3 separate regions of the Mus musculus genome follow, and all the other regions are linked to region 3. The links are chromatin contacts, called in public HiChIP or PLAC-seq and promoter capture Hi-C maps. All regions are on one chromosome and are shown on one strand. Each heading gives the region's core, a stretch centred on a gene start, on an enhancer-like site or on the middle of the called end of the contact. The rest is flanking DNA. Distances are from core to core; before and after follow the strand shown. Region 1 holds the start of Fbh1 (F-box DNA helicase 1). Region 2 has its middle 53 kb from the start of Prkcq. Region 3 holds the start of Pfkfb3 (6-phosphofructo-2-kinase/fructose-2,6-biphosphatase 3).

Region 1 (4,093 bases), core at 140-2,639, 280 kb before region 3:
AATACATGAAAATCTGCGATTCTTCAGGGAGTGTCGATATAGCTTTTCTGGACCGTGGGTTGGGCACCTACCAGTCCGCCTTCTTCAAGGAGTCCACGACTGCACCTCGGCCCAGGAGGTAGCGCACGCAGTCCCGGTGGCCCATAGAGGCAGCTTCGTGCAGAGGCCGCTTGTAGTCTCGGTTGGTAGCCTCGATGTCCATACTCCAAGCCTCCACTAGGTACGCTAGGATATCCTGGCGTCCGTGGCGTGCTGCACAGTGGAGAAGGGTGTCTCCGGCTGGCCCCCGGCAACCTCTAGCTACCGCCAGTTCCTCCTGAAGGTCACGCAGTCGGCCCTCTTGCACCAGCCTGCAGAGGCGCCGCGGATCCCCAGGCAGAGCCATCGCCCTGGACCAGGATGGACAAAAGTAGGAGGAAGACCCAGGTTCAGTCTTAGAGCAGATCTGTGCTATGATAGGTTGGGAGGTGAGAGAAGGCTGGCGCTTCCGCTTCCGCTTCCTCCACGTGACCCTTTTCCCCGACTCTCGGCACCGCCCCCTGCCCGCCCCCAGCCAGATTCTCTCCGCTAGCGTCTTTAATGCTTCTTGCCCTGGTTTGGAAGTCACAGTCTCCAAATGTAGAATGGTGTCCCCTCAGGCGACAACATGCACACTCGTAGGTCATTCTGGTTACCGCGCATCACACACGCGTACTCGTCAGGGTGGGGCCTCGGGCTCCCAGGGCTTGGGGTAAGGCTGTGTGCACCTGACATCCTGGAGCTGTCCCTTGCACCCGAGTGAACTGGGAACGGAAGACCTATCAGAATGGAGGGTGCCAGTGTACCGCGAAGTCCTGCACGCGGGACTTCTGGCCTCGCATCCCAGATGTGGTCTGCTCTCCACCGGACAGCTTCTGGGAATGTTTGCTGGGCTGCTCCGGTGGTAGCTGCACAGGCAGTCGAGAGCACGCTGCCCACCACCCTGGAACCTAGCTGGCCCACCCCTGGCCTGAGGATGTCTGCCGGACTGACAGCCGCATCCTTCGGCTGACCAGGCTCACAACAGCAAGGGTTTCTGGGGCCTCTCAGAGCTGGAACGGTGTCCTTGTGCTCCGCCCGATCCTCACCCAATCCGCAGCCGACCCCAGCCCCCTCCCCGCCCGCTGCTGTCTCCTGGGCCCCCGCGGGGACCCAGGGAGCTCTAAGGAACTCTGGGAAAGTTTCCTTCGCCTCCTCCGCGGTGGCGAAAGCACAGACGGGGCGTGGCTCTCAAGACACTGAGCCACGCCCCCTCCCGCTTCGCGTACGGATTGGTTCCAGAGTCTGTCCGTCCGCGTGACCCTTCCAGTTCGGAGTGCTTCGATTGGTTCACGGGCCTGTCCGTCGTCTCCGGTGGGAGGGTGCGTCTTGGCAGCGAAGAGGCGGAGCTCGCGGAGGAAGTCTGCAGTCGTCTGTGCTCGCTGTCTGGGCCGAAGGAGGGGCTTGCTGGTCGGGGAAAGGCTGAATGTCCGGCGGCATCGCCTGGGTGGTGTCGCCGCCGGGGTCCTGGGCCGGGCCGCCATAGTGCGTGAGACCGTGGACTTGGCGTGGGGTGCGAGCCGGGAAAACTTCCTATTGTGGGGTCTCCCGCGCAGGGGTCTTGGCCTCGGGGGTGGGGCCCTAGCTGAGGGTGGGCGTAGGAGCTGGCCGCGCCCGCGGTGGTCAGGAGTGGGCCTGCAGAAGGAGGTCGGATGCTCTCTGCAGACCCGCATCCCTTGGCCGCTCCCTGAGGCTCCGGAAGGGGCAGCACCTGAGAAGACAGATCCTCTGCCGCTGGCAAGCCTGGCTTGTCTCCACTGTAATGTTTTTGACCTTGGGCGAGTCATTGTATGCAGCTCCTGACGTTGGTGTTCGCCTTGGTAGTCTCCCACCCCCTCACCTGAACAGGTGATGGTGGTTAAGGGGACGCGAGAAGGCCTGGGGGGCTTTTGGAGGGTTCTTTGAGACCCGAGCCCGCTTTGTTGGCTTCCTTTCGAGGAACTAGACATTTAACCTAATGGTGTTTCCGTTTGGGAAGTAAAATGGAAGTCGCTCCTGCCAGGTTTAAAACAATTTCTTTGCATTTGGCAGTACATTCTGGTTCACTAAGCGCCTGACATTGTCTATTCCATAAACAGCCCATAGGTAGCATTCAGGTTTTAGAGACGAGGAAGGACGTCAAGGCCAAATGAAGTTAGTGATTTTTGCCACGTATTGGAAAGTTGAGGCATCTGATAGTTTCAAACTTTTTGCTACTTTGCATGGTTTTAAATCTCAACGTTTGGGAGACTGAAGCAAGAGGACCTTGAGTTCGAGGTTCGAGGCTAGTCTGGGCTGCCTACTCCTTCCTTACAAATGATTTCACGTGGTCTTGCCTTATCTCTCTTAAGTTTCTGGTCCTTTAAACAAAACCGAGAATCCTGGTTTATAAAAAGATGAAATTGGTTATTTAATTGGTATTCTAAATTAGATTCTGCCTCTCCTCTGCTCTATGAATTTCCTTTGCTCTGTGTTTTCCTTTGGGAAACTAGATATTTTTGGTGAATCTGCCTCCATAGCCCTGGTGATTTTTCTGGAGAGCGGTGGGTATTTATGCTTTAAGTTTATGAGTAGGGCTAGTACTTCTCTCTCTGTCTGGTTGAGCTGCCCATTTCTTCAGTGAAGGTCTTTGGAGGCCTTCAATTCCCTTGTAACTAACTGTCAATGGAATTGGGATATTCGATCTGACTTTTGCTGTGTTTCATGGATCTTTGGTACTTAGATGTCGTTGAGGGATCAAGGGATCAGTCCTTTAACATGTTTCCTGGTTTATGAATACATAAAAGTATTTGAATTCTAATTTCAAATGTGTTACTGTCGCATACACACACACACACACACACACACACGCCCATCTTATATTTCTCTGTTCCCCCAGGCTGACTTTAGTTTAGAAAAATTTAGATTTTTTCTTTGCTGTTCTGGTTTTGACAAAACTTGTAGAAATTATCACCAAAGCCAGCTCTTACATTGTCAATAGTTATTCGCATGCTCTTTGAAGACTTTTGATGTTTCATAGAACTCGAGGGAGCTTTAACTGGGTGTTCTACAGAACCTCTTAAAATAATCTGGACATGATGGCACACAGTTGATCAGCCTAGCATTTAGTTGGCCTAAGACCCTACTTCAGCAAAACAAAGCAGACCAACCACCAATCAAAACAACAACCAAACCACAAGAAGAAACCCTGAAAATTATTTTTAAAATGGAAACTTTAGGCCTTTCAGTGTATGAAAAATTATTAGAGCAGCCATTTCTTCCTTTGCTTTTTAACATAGCTAAAATCAGCTCCCTTAATGTTACACAAGCAGAGTCAGTTGTCCTCCATTTTCCTCTTGGTCTTCACACCTTGTTGATACTCACCTGTCCTTGCTACCCAACTTCTGTTCTCCGGCCTTCTCCAACTCTTGCCCAGCTGGTACCATGACTTTCTGACTTATTTTGCTGACAATCTCCATGCCTAGCTACCCTTGGCTGTGTAATGGCCTTGCTTTTAAAAACAGCACGTTACTCTGAATTGCCTATGCAATGAGTAAAGGACAGTGTCTTTAGCAGTATGTAAGAGGACCGTTGTAGTCTCTGGATCCAAATTCATTTTCCAGCCTGTCAGTTAGCGTTTTGTTCTGAAGAAAGGAAACGTTTCTGTCACACATTGTGCCATTCCTTTGTTTTTCATTCATATTGTTTTCTTGTGCCTAACTGAATCCCATTCATCACTTAAGGCCCATCCCTTTATGGAGATTCTTGTAACAGTCCTAATTATATTTACTACCGTAGGCCCTTATGTGTATATTTATGTAGTGCTTGGATTGCTGTGTGTTTAGCAATTTGTGTTTGTTTTGGTAGCTGCCTTATGGTCAGGCTTACTTATTTTTGTATGCTCTCCAATGTCTAAAATAGCATTAGCAACAGGGATACCATAAGGAAAGCCCTCATGGAGTTCATAGTAAATCTGGGAAATGGAGAAAAATGAAGAGGTTGAGGAATGAGTGAATAAATAATAGAAAATGGTTATCAGATATATGAAGATATATTGTGGACAGTAAGTAGTGATTTC
Region 2 (4,346 bases), core at 1,085-3,584, 380 kb after region 3:
AACCGTAATATTGCCAAAGGCATTAGTTGTTACTTAAAGCAACATCTTACGAAAATAAAAGACAACCCCTTGTATTTGTTTGCTTTTTAAAATGATCACACTTTGATTAACAGGCAATGCTAAGTCTTATGTTGACACTGTCACTATGGGACAATGAGACATCTTGAGCAAATACCATCCTGAATTTTTTTTTTTTTTTTTTTTTTTTTTTTTTTTTATCTTTTGGTCCAAATGCACCAATGTAGCTACCATACTGGGCAAAGCTTAAGTAATGTGAAACGATTCAAAAGTGTATTATCAGCTTAAGTGGCAGTTTCCTTTACTTTTTAAAATCATTTTTAAATTATTTTATTTATTTACATTCCAAATGTTACCTCCCCTCCCACCTCCCTCCAAAGTTCTTTACCCCATCCCTCTTCCCTCTAGCCTCTGAGAGAGTGCTCCCACACCCACCCACCTCACCCCACCACTATCTCATTCCTAACCCACATCCCCTTTCCCACAGGCATCAATCTCTACAGGATTAGGCACAGCCTCTTCTTCTGAGGCCATACAAGGCAGTCCTCTGTTACATATGTGTCAGGGGCCAAGGACCAGCCCATGCATGCTCTTTGGTTGGTGGCTCAGTCACTGGGAGCTCCCAGGAATCCAGGTTAGTTGACACTGTTGGTCTTTCTATGGGGTTGCCATCCCCTTCAGCTCCTTTAGTCCTTCCTCTAACTCTTCCATAGGGGTCCCGACCTCCGTCCAATGGCTAGCTGTAGGTATCTGTATCTGTCTCAGTCAGCTGCTGACAGAGCCTCTCAGAGGACAGCCATACTAGGCTCCTGTCTGCAAGCACAACATAGCATCACTAATAGTGCCAGGGTTTGGTGCCTGTCCATGGGATGGCTGGTCCCAGGACAGCCTTTCCTTCAGTCTTTGCTCCATTTTTGTCCCTGAATTTCTTTTAGGCATGAACAATTTTCATCAAAAACTTTGATGGTAGGTTGGTGACCCCATTCCTCCACTGGTGGCCCTGTTTATGTACTGGAGGTGGTCTCTTCAGGTTCCATCTCCCCACTTTTGTACATTTTGGCTTCCTTTTCATACTCAGAAGAATTATACACAGACACACTGAGCATGCCCAGACACACACCAAACACATGGTTTTCTGCAGCACAGCCAAAGAATGGAAGTTGACAGCTTGGTTGTGTTGAATTAATTACGGTTGGAGGGAGCCGATTCCAGTAATTGTTTTGTTGTTATTTGGTTTGTTGAGACAGGGTTTCTCTGTGTAGCCCTGGCTGTCCTAAAACTCACTCTAAATACCAGGCTGGCCCCAAACTTACAAAGATCCACCTGCCTCTGCCTCCTGGGTGCTGGGATCAAAGGCGTGTGCCACCACTGCCTGGTGCCAGTCATTGTTTTTAACTATGTCCCCCAATTCAAGAACTCTGGAGGAGACCTGCTTTACCCAAGCCCACATACTGTCTAGTTTTAACATTCAAGTTTACACAGCCTAGAGTCACCTGAGAGCAGGCTCTCAGTTGGAGAATTTTCCAGTCCGATGGCTAAATATAAGCTTGGTCAAACCAGTAAGCAAGGTTCCTCCACAGTTTCTGTTTCGGCTTCCTGGTTTGACTTCCCTTGATGATGGACTGACCTGGAACCGTAAGCCAAACAAACGCCTTCTGTGCTTAAATTATCTCCTGTCAGTAACACAGCACCAGAGAGGAAACCGGAACATCTTCCTGTCGGCATCTATGCAGCCGGACAGTTTATTCAGGGATGCCTTGATTTACAGTTTTCCAAGCGAGCATGCTGAGTTTTGAAGGCTTAAGTAGCCCGTGGGAAAGCAGGATTAAAAGTCACTTTTCAGACTGTGAACTTGAAGCCTTCCCCTAAGAATGCTGTCTGAAAATGTATTGGGGAAGCTTTTCATATTTTTCTCTTTTGTTCTCTCCCCTTCACGATCCCCCCTTCTCTTATGTGCTAAATTCTGAGACCTTAAGAGACTATGTGGCCTCAGGGTAAGGGAACTTCTGTGCTTTCAACCAAGTGACCCACTAAAAATATTGATGACCATATTGGTCACATCTCCATGGGAAAGACAAATCACATTTAATTTCCATGGAAAATTCTAGTATCTGGCTATCAGAGATTTTTGTTCCTTTCAAATGCAGACTGACTACATCTATTTGCCCAAGCTAACCAAGGGTGTTACCCTCAAGACTCAAAAATCTCATCTAAATTCTTATCAGTTCAAAACATACACCCGCCCCAGGTGGTCACACAGTGGCTGGGTGGAATCCATTGATACAGGTACTGTGGCACAATTGCTCCTCATTTGAACATCTAGGAAACTAAAGCTAAAAAACCACTTCCTCCCAGCATGCAATGGCAGGGCAGCATAGAGTAACTATTGAGAACATGCTTTTTAGAAATGGGGCAGGGGTGGGAGGTAAAATTGGCCTCTTAACAGGAAGCAATGATGAAATTCAGCTGAGAAAGAGATTTTTTTAAAAAAAGATTTATTTATTTTATGTGTATGGGTGCTTTGCCTGCATGTATGTCTGTATAACATACGGGTGTCGGGTGCCTGGCATTGGATCCCCTGAAACTGGAGTTACTGATAGCTGTGAGCTGCTATGTGGGTGCTGGGAATCAAGCTCCTGATCCCTGGAAGAGGAACAGGGGGCGTCAGATGGTTTGGTTAAATTTCAATTTGAGGGGCTAATTCTCCCTGGCTTTTGGTGAACCTCTCGAATTCTTGATCTACGCCCCTTTTGTTTCTTTAACTACAGGTGTGTGTGTGTGTGTGTGTGTGTGTGTGTGTGTGTGTGTGTGTGTGTGTGTGTGTACGTGCATATTCAAGAGCTGTGGAGTAGTTTCTGCTCCCCTCCCCTGAGGCAGAGTCTCTCCACTGACCTGGAGGCTGATTGAGGCTGACTGGCAATGACCACCAATGATCGGCCACCCTGCCCCTCCCCTGCCTGTCCTGTTCTCTGCTCTTGCTTTTACATGAATTGTGAAGATCTGAACTCAGGGCTTCATACTTCAGCCACTGAGCCATCAAAGAAGAAGAAATTTAAGCTCTATAAATTAGAGGTATTGTCTATTCAAGTTCACTCTAACAGACTAATCAGAAGAGTAATATTGACATTGAAAAGAAAACTGTATTATGCTTAGGAAAAGTTTGTTTTCAGTGAGGGAGGTTCTTATACAAGAACATAATGCTTTATGATATATGCTATATCTCTGCTCTGTGTATTGCAGTTCCTTTGTATGTTTTTTTTCCATTTCTGAGTCTCACTTAAAGCAACAACAACAACAGTTTGAACTCTCCCTGTCCTGTAATTAAACTTTGACAATACGCTTCACTATTAACCACTGCCCATTTCTCTTTATGTTCCCAATCACCAATGTCCTTTTTCCGAAAAGCATTCAAATCTGTAGTAGTTCCCATAGGCATCGAGTTGGCATGAGTTTCAGATCATTAGTGATGTGTTGGCATGCTGGGAGGAGGGGGTCACAGAGTGGCACTTTCATTTTTTAGAGTCTGAAGGAGACCTCTGCTCCCATCTTCCGCTCCCTTTGACTTAGCCCCTAGCAGGCACAGGTCAGGGTGTCCCAGCTGTCCCTCAGGTGGGGATGCTCCCAGGTGGAAAGTAGCAATGTTTTCTTCTGCCTCATTTTAAAGGTAGCTGCAGTTTCCTTCTGTTGCTCTTCCCTGGGCTAGCAGCTCCATGGCTTATCACCTCCTTCACCATCCACTGAAACATTTCCTTGCAGACAACTGGAAACCTCTTCTGTTTTAGGGCAGAACTTGTCAAACAAGCAAAAGGAACTGACTTCCACACCCCGAAACAAACCAAAACCAAACCAAACCAAACAGCCAAACAAAAACATGCGAGGTAGTGTGCCTTGTACTCCCAGAGTCGAGGAGGTGGAGACAGATGGATACCTGAGGCTCACTGGCCAGACAGCTTAGCCTGCTTGGTGAGTTTCAGGACACTGAGAGACCTTGTCTCAGAAAACAAGATGACAATACTGAAGAAATAGCAGTTGGGGTTGCTCTTTGACACCCCCCCATGCACACCTACATTCCTGTACCTCAACATACACACAGAGGCATACAGTACACACACACACACACACACACACACACACACACACACACACACACACACACGCACACACACACACACGAGCGCACACACAGACTTTATTTTCCTGGTTAAATAGGAACAGATTCAAACCCTTACAAACTTCATTATTTCTCTGACTGTCTATAATAGCACATCCATTATCTGTAATAATAGATCTTAATGCTGAGCCAACGACTAATATAGTCATGTAAGGTT
Region 3 (4,077 bases), core at 844-3,343:
CTTAGCTGCCACCTGACTTGAGGACTGACCTTAAATCGAGAGATTTAAACATGATAAAAGAGAAATAAAAGATCGTTCTCCACTGGTACCATTCCCACCACGTTCTCCCTGGCGGTTCCCAGCAATCTGTTCCTAAGCTTTGACATCTGGCCATTTGCCTGGCTTGTAGGTGTGTGCAAACTCAAGCGGGCACCTGGGAACATGGCACAGGCCTGTAATACCAGGCTGAGAAAGGAGCAAGCTTGAGGCCGGCCTGGGCTGCATAGGAAAACTGTCTCAAACAAAGCAAAACAAACAGAAAACCTAGTGGAAACTTTACAAGCGTCCAGGTGCACTATGGTTATTGGGAGTCGGGAGTGGGGAGTCTCCTGGCAGGGATGCACTCTCACCCCCATCCCTTCCCCCTCCCCCTCAGCTTGCAAATACCAGTAAGGGAACCCTTCTGGAGACTACTAGATGTTTTCCTTGTCGAGTCAGTCCATTCTAATTTCAGGAGTGGAGCGAGATTCTCCCTTGGGCTTTCTAGGGTGTCACCTCTGGCATTTGCTCTCACTGAAGAAAAACAAGTTTAAATGTAATGCACCGGGTTTCTTTCTGAACAGCTGCCTGAGCACAGAAATCGGAAGGTCAGCAAAGCTGTCCTGGGGTTGGGGACAGGTATTGAGGAGGGTGGTACCGGAGAGCAGGGTGCAGGAATGGCGGTTAGAGCTGGGAGGTTCCCAAGGGCTACTCGCCAGGTGAGCTCCAGGTCTCCTAAGCTCGCCAGGCTGCCGGAGAAGGCAAGGCGGAGGCCCCAGGCGGGGCGGGCTGGGTTGGGAACAGAGCAGCTGCGCCCGCCGCCGGGGGGCCGGCGCCCTCCCAGCAGAGCATGCAGGACGTGCGCGACGTGTGGCAGCCTCTGCGCAGACTTTTCCACTGCAGTGTGGGGTTCCGCGAGCGCCTCCAATCACAGCTCAGCTTCACCGCGACGTGTGCAGCTTGCGCTAAGCAAGGCAGATCTTCTGAGCGGAGGCTTCCTTCGCTAAAATCACATTTAAAGTGTCTTGTCTCCACGGCCTCCCGTGCAGCGGTCCTCACCGAAAGATCCCTTAGATCGTCGCTGAATAAATGAACTCTGGCGGTTCAACGATTGCCTGTTATGCATGTATCTCCAGCCTATGCAAAGTGCAAAAATCGGAAAGGAAGCGAGGGCATGTTCACATCAAACAAAATATAGCCGGTGTGCTAGAGCGGGCGCGTGGGGGTTGGGTGGGTGACATGAATTTAGGATCTAGCTGTCCCTTGATAGTTACTTTGGGGCTCATAGTCCGGTAATGGGAGAGGGAATGGGGTCTACTTTTAATCACTACTTGCAGAAGGGGTATGGAATATGGCCCATGTTGAAAGGGAAAATAATACCAACCGCCCCCCGCATCCCAAAGTTCCTTTTCGGTCGAACCTTCCTTCCTTCCTTATTTATTTATTGCCCCCCTTCAAGCGCCAGGCACGGTAGCACTGAGTGAGGGGTAGCAACACTACCCAAGCATGTTTCCCGGGGATTCAGGAAAAGTATGCGCCCGTGCCCGGAGGTGGCAGTGTCAGCAATGGCAGGGGACATAGTGGGCGATAATGCACAGGTGTTACCAGGAGGCAGCTCTGACCTGCGTCTTCACTTGGACTGAGCCAGTCCCCAAATCATGTAACTATGGTGCATGGTGTTGGGGCTCCCACGGCTTGTAAGGCTGAACTGGGAAGATGCTTTTACATAGCTCTAGCTCTGTGTGTGTGTGTGTGTGTGTGTGTGTGTGTGTAGGGGTGGAGGACTGTCAACGAACCACATTGGACATTATCAGATCGCTGCTGCCTTCCAAGCACAGATGAGGAAAGTGGCTGGAATTATTTGGGGACTCCGTTCCTGTCTTGCGCCCTTAGGGAATAAACTTAGGGACGGAAAGGAGGACGAAAGAACCAGCCTGGGTTGCAGGAACAGAGCGTGCTGCTCTCGTCCACCCGCAGGGGGCGGCAGCAGGCTGTCTCTTGGCCTTGCCCACCCTTCTCTCCACGTGAAAGGGGGCTGGGACGCAAAGAATGCGGCCCGCCCCGAGGCTGACGCGCCGCGCTACCGGTCAGATCTTAAAAGGCCGGGCAGTGCGTGTGGCATCCCGACAGAACTGGAGAGGAGCAAGTGGCAGTGCTGGGTGTTGGGACCGTGGCTGTCACTGCGCTGGAGCATCCCTGAGCTTTTGAACAGAGCCGACTAGTCAGCAGTGCAGCAGCCGCAACTCCACGCCGCTCTCATCTGTCTCGTGTCTCCGCTCAGGCGATCCTTCCTCCGAGACTCCGCACAAAGCACATTTTCCAAAGCAGTGCAAGGGAGCGCCCAGCCGCGTGCAGGCGGACGCACCCTTCCTGTCCTTTGTTCCGGGGGGATCTGCTGCTGCTCTTCTCCCCAAGTCGGAGTCTTTCCTCCAGGGGTGGCGGGTCGCCGAATACAGCTACGAAGATGCCGTTGGAACTGACCCAGAGCCGGGTACAGAAGATCTGGGTGCCCGTCGATCACCGACCCTCGTTGCCCAGATGTGAGTGCAGGCAGCCACGTGGGGGGCTAGGTTGTAGATTGCGCCGCGTGCAGAGCCCGGCCATTGTGTGTGCAGCGGCTTTGTGCCGGTTCCCCTCTGCGGGAAGCGCACTCGTGCCGGTCGGCCCGGCCCGGCGAGGCGGGGGTGGCGGCCGGCTGCGTCTCCCAGGCTGGGCAGAAGGGGCGCTGTGGCTCCGGAAACCTCCTGTGTGCCCGGCCCGGCCTGGGCTCTCTGGGCCAGCGCCTCCCAGAGGCTGGAGAGACCTGGCTGCTCCGGAGTCACCCTGGCCGACTGCAGCAGGGGCGCGGCCGCCCACACCAACGCCCCCTTTTCTTTGGGTCTCCTCTGGTTCACGGTCTTTTTTCTTCCTCGGATCTTTGCACCTCTGTATATTTCCATCTTCGCCGTCACTCCCGTGACTGCAGATCCTTGGTTGCAGGGATGGTTTATGGGTTGGTGACTAGTGTTGTATTACAGACGCACTCGTTTACCCGGAGCACGGAATTTGCTGGCAGTTTCTCTTAGTGCCTCACCTGTTGCTGCTGTGAACGATTTGGGAAGGTTTCATTCACTTCCATCCCTAGATAGGAAGAGGTGCCTCTGGGAAGAGCGGATGGAATTGCTCTAAGGCAATGCTTCCCTCCCAGGCAGCAGGCCCAGGAGCCCACGGGGGTAAACAGGAGCGAGCTGCCCAGTGGACACGTTGCTCACATCACGTTTGTAGTTTGAGAATCTACTGGCAAAACTGGGAGGTGGTTTCCTGTCACCCTGGGACACTGGAACACCAGGCTGCAGGGTAGGTTTCTCTGCTGTCACGTTTCTCAGGATGGCCATCACAGGACATGACAGCTCTCGGAGCTTTGTGGGTCTGAGTCACTTACTGGTTTCCCTGCCTCCCTGTGGTGCAGTATGAGACCTCTAGCAGGTCTTCCCTGCTGGACCTGTGGGCTTCGGTGGAACTCTGTCCCCAAGACAGTCTCCTTTTCTTTTGCTCAAGTAAGTCAGAGGTAAGGGCTTGGCAAGGGTTCTTCCCCAAACCCTGTCAGACACGTTTATGCACCGGGGCCACCTTTATGAAAATGCCCCAGGGTAAAACCAAGCCTGTGGGACACCTATAATCTCATTACACTGTAGCTGGGAAACTAAGGTCAAAGAATCATGAACCTGGACTACACAGTGAGACCCTGTCAATAAATAATAATAATAATAATAATAATAATAATAATAATAAAAACAGGGAAAGTTGGTAAGTTGGTCAAATTTAGACAGCATGCTGCTTCTGGACTTTTTAGTCAGGCAGATTATAGCGTTTTCTATTTTTTAAACTGAAATTGGTCAAACAATAGGGCCTGGTTTTCTATGTATGTGTACAGCCATGTGATTGCAGAATACATTCTTCCCTTGTTTGGGTCTGAGAGAACCATGGCAGCTTTTGCAAGAACCCAAGTTCAGTGACACTGGCTCAGTGAAAGACATCACCGTGCAGCGGGGCCTCCCCCAGGCTGCAGACCCTGATCGC

What was found. HiChIP or PLAC-seq counts read pairs in DNA pulled down with a chosen protein or histone mark. Capture Hi-C pulls out chosen DNA fragments and counts their contacts.
Region 1: a promoter capture Hi-C map of adipose tissue shows a contact between it and region 3. The contact joins the promoter of Fbh1 here to the promoter of Pfkfb3 in region 3. A contact is called at or near these places in 1 of 39 promoter capture datasets (pre-B cells), 14 of 484 Hi-C or Micro-C datasets (B cells, CD4 T cells, the N1E-115 cell line and 6 more), 3 of 115 datasets of contacts at active chromatin or transcription factors (the SCID.adh cell line, memory CD8 T cells and microglia) and 2 of 9 other capture datasets (adipose tissue and liver).
Region 2: a contact with region 3 is called in an H3K27ac HiChIP or PLAC-seq map of thymic regulatory T cells, with 7 times the contacts expected there. The contact joins the enhancer-like site here to the promoter of Pfkfb3 in region 3. A contact is called at or near these places in 1 of 39 promoter capture datasets (hippocampal neurons), 1 of 484 Hi-C or Micro-C datasets (cerebral cortex) and 10 of 115 datasets of contacts at active chromatin or transcription factors (the NIH/3T3 cell line, astrocytes, bone marrow-derived macrophages and 5 more).

Annotation. Positions count from the first base shown.
Region 1 is chr2:11,774,881-11,778,973 of GRCm38.p6, reverse strand. Fbh1 (F-box DNA helicase 1) reads left to right here and starts at 1,389. Exons shown (of 21, transcript NM_015792.2): 1 at 1,389-1,542. The coding sequence starts at 1,542. It overlaps Ankrd16 (ankyrin repeat domain 16), which reads right to left and starts at 1,221. Exons shown (of 7, transcript NM_177268.4): 1 at 72-1,221. The coding sequence starts at 385.
Region 2 is chr2:11,116,844-11,121,189 of GRCm38.p6, reverse strand. No RefSeq gene overlaps it. Among named protein-coding and RNA genes, the nearest start is that of Prkcq, 53 kb to the left of the region's middle. Within about 2 kb of position 2,334, at least 26 of the 459 cell types and tissues checked have an H3K27ac peak or open chromatin away from gene starts, as enhancers often do. A contact at or near this core is called in memory CD8 T cells, microglia and thymic regulatory T cells, where this site is marked.
Region 3 is chr2:11,500,106-11,504,182 of GRCm38.p6, reverse strand. Pfkfb3 (6-phosphofructo-2-kinase/fructose-2,6-biphosphatase 3) reads left to right here and starts at 2,093. Exons shown (of 18, transcript NM_001177753.1): 1 at 2,093-2,558. The coding sequence starts at 2,483. Gm52500 (a long non-coding RNA gene) reads right to left here and starts at 2,173. Exons shown (of 3, transcript XR_003953759.1): 1 at 677-2,173; 2 at 1-29.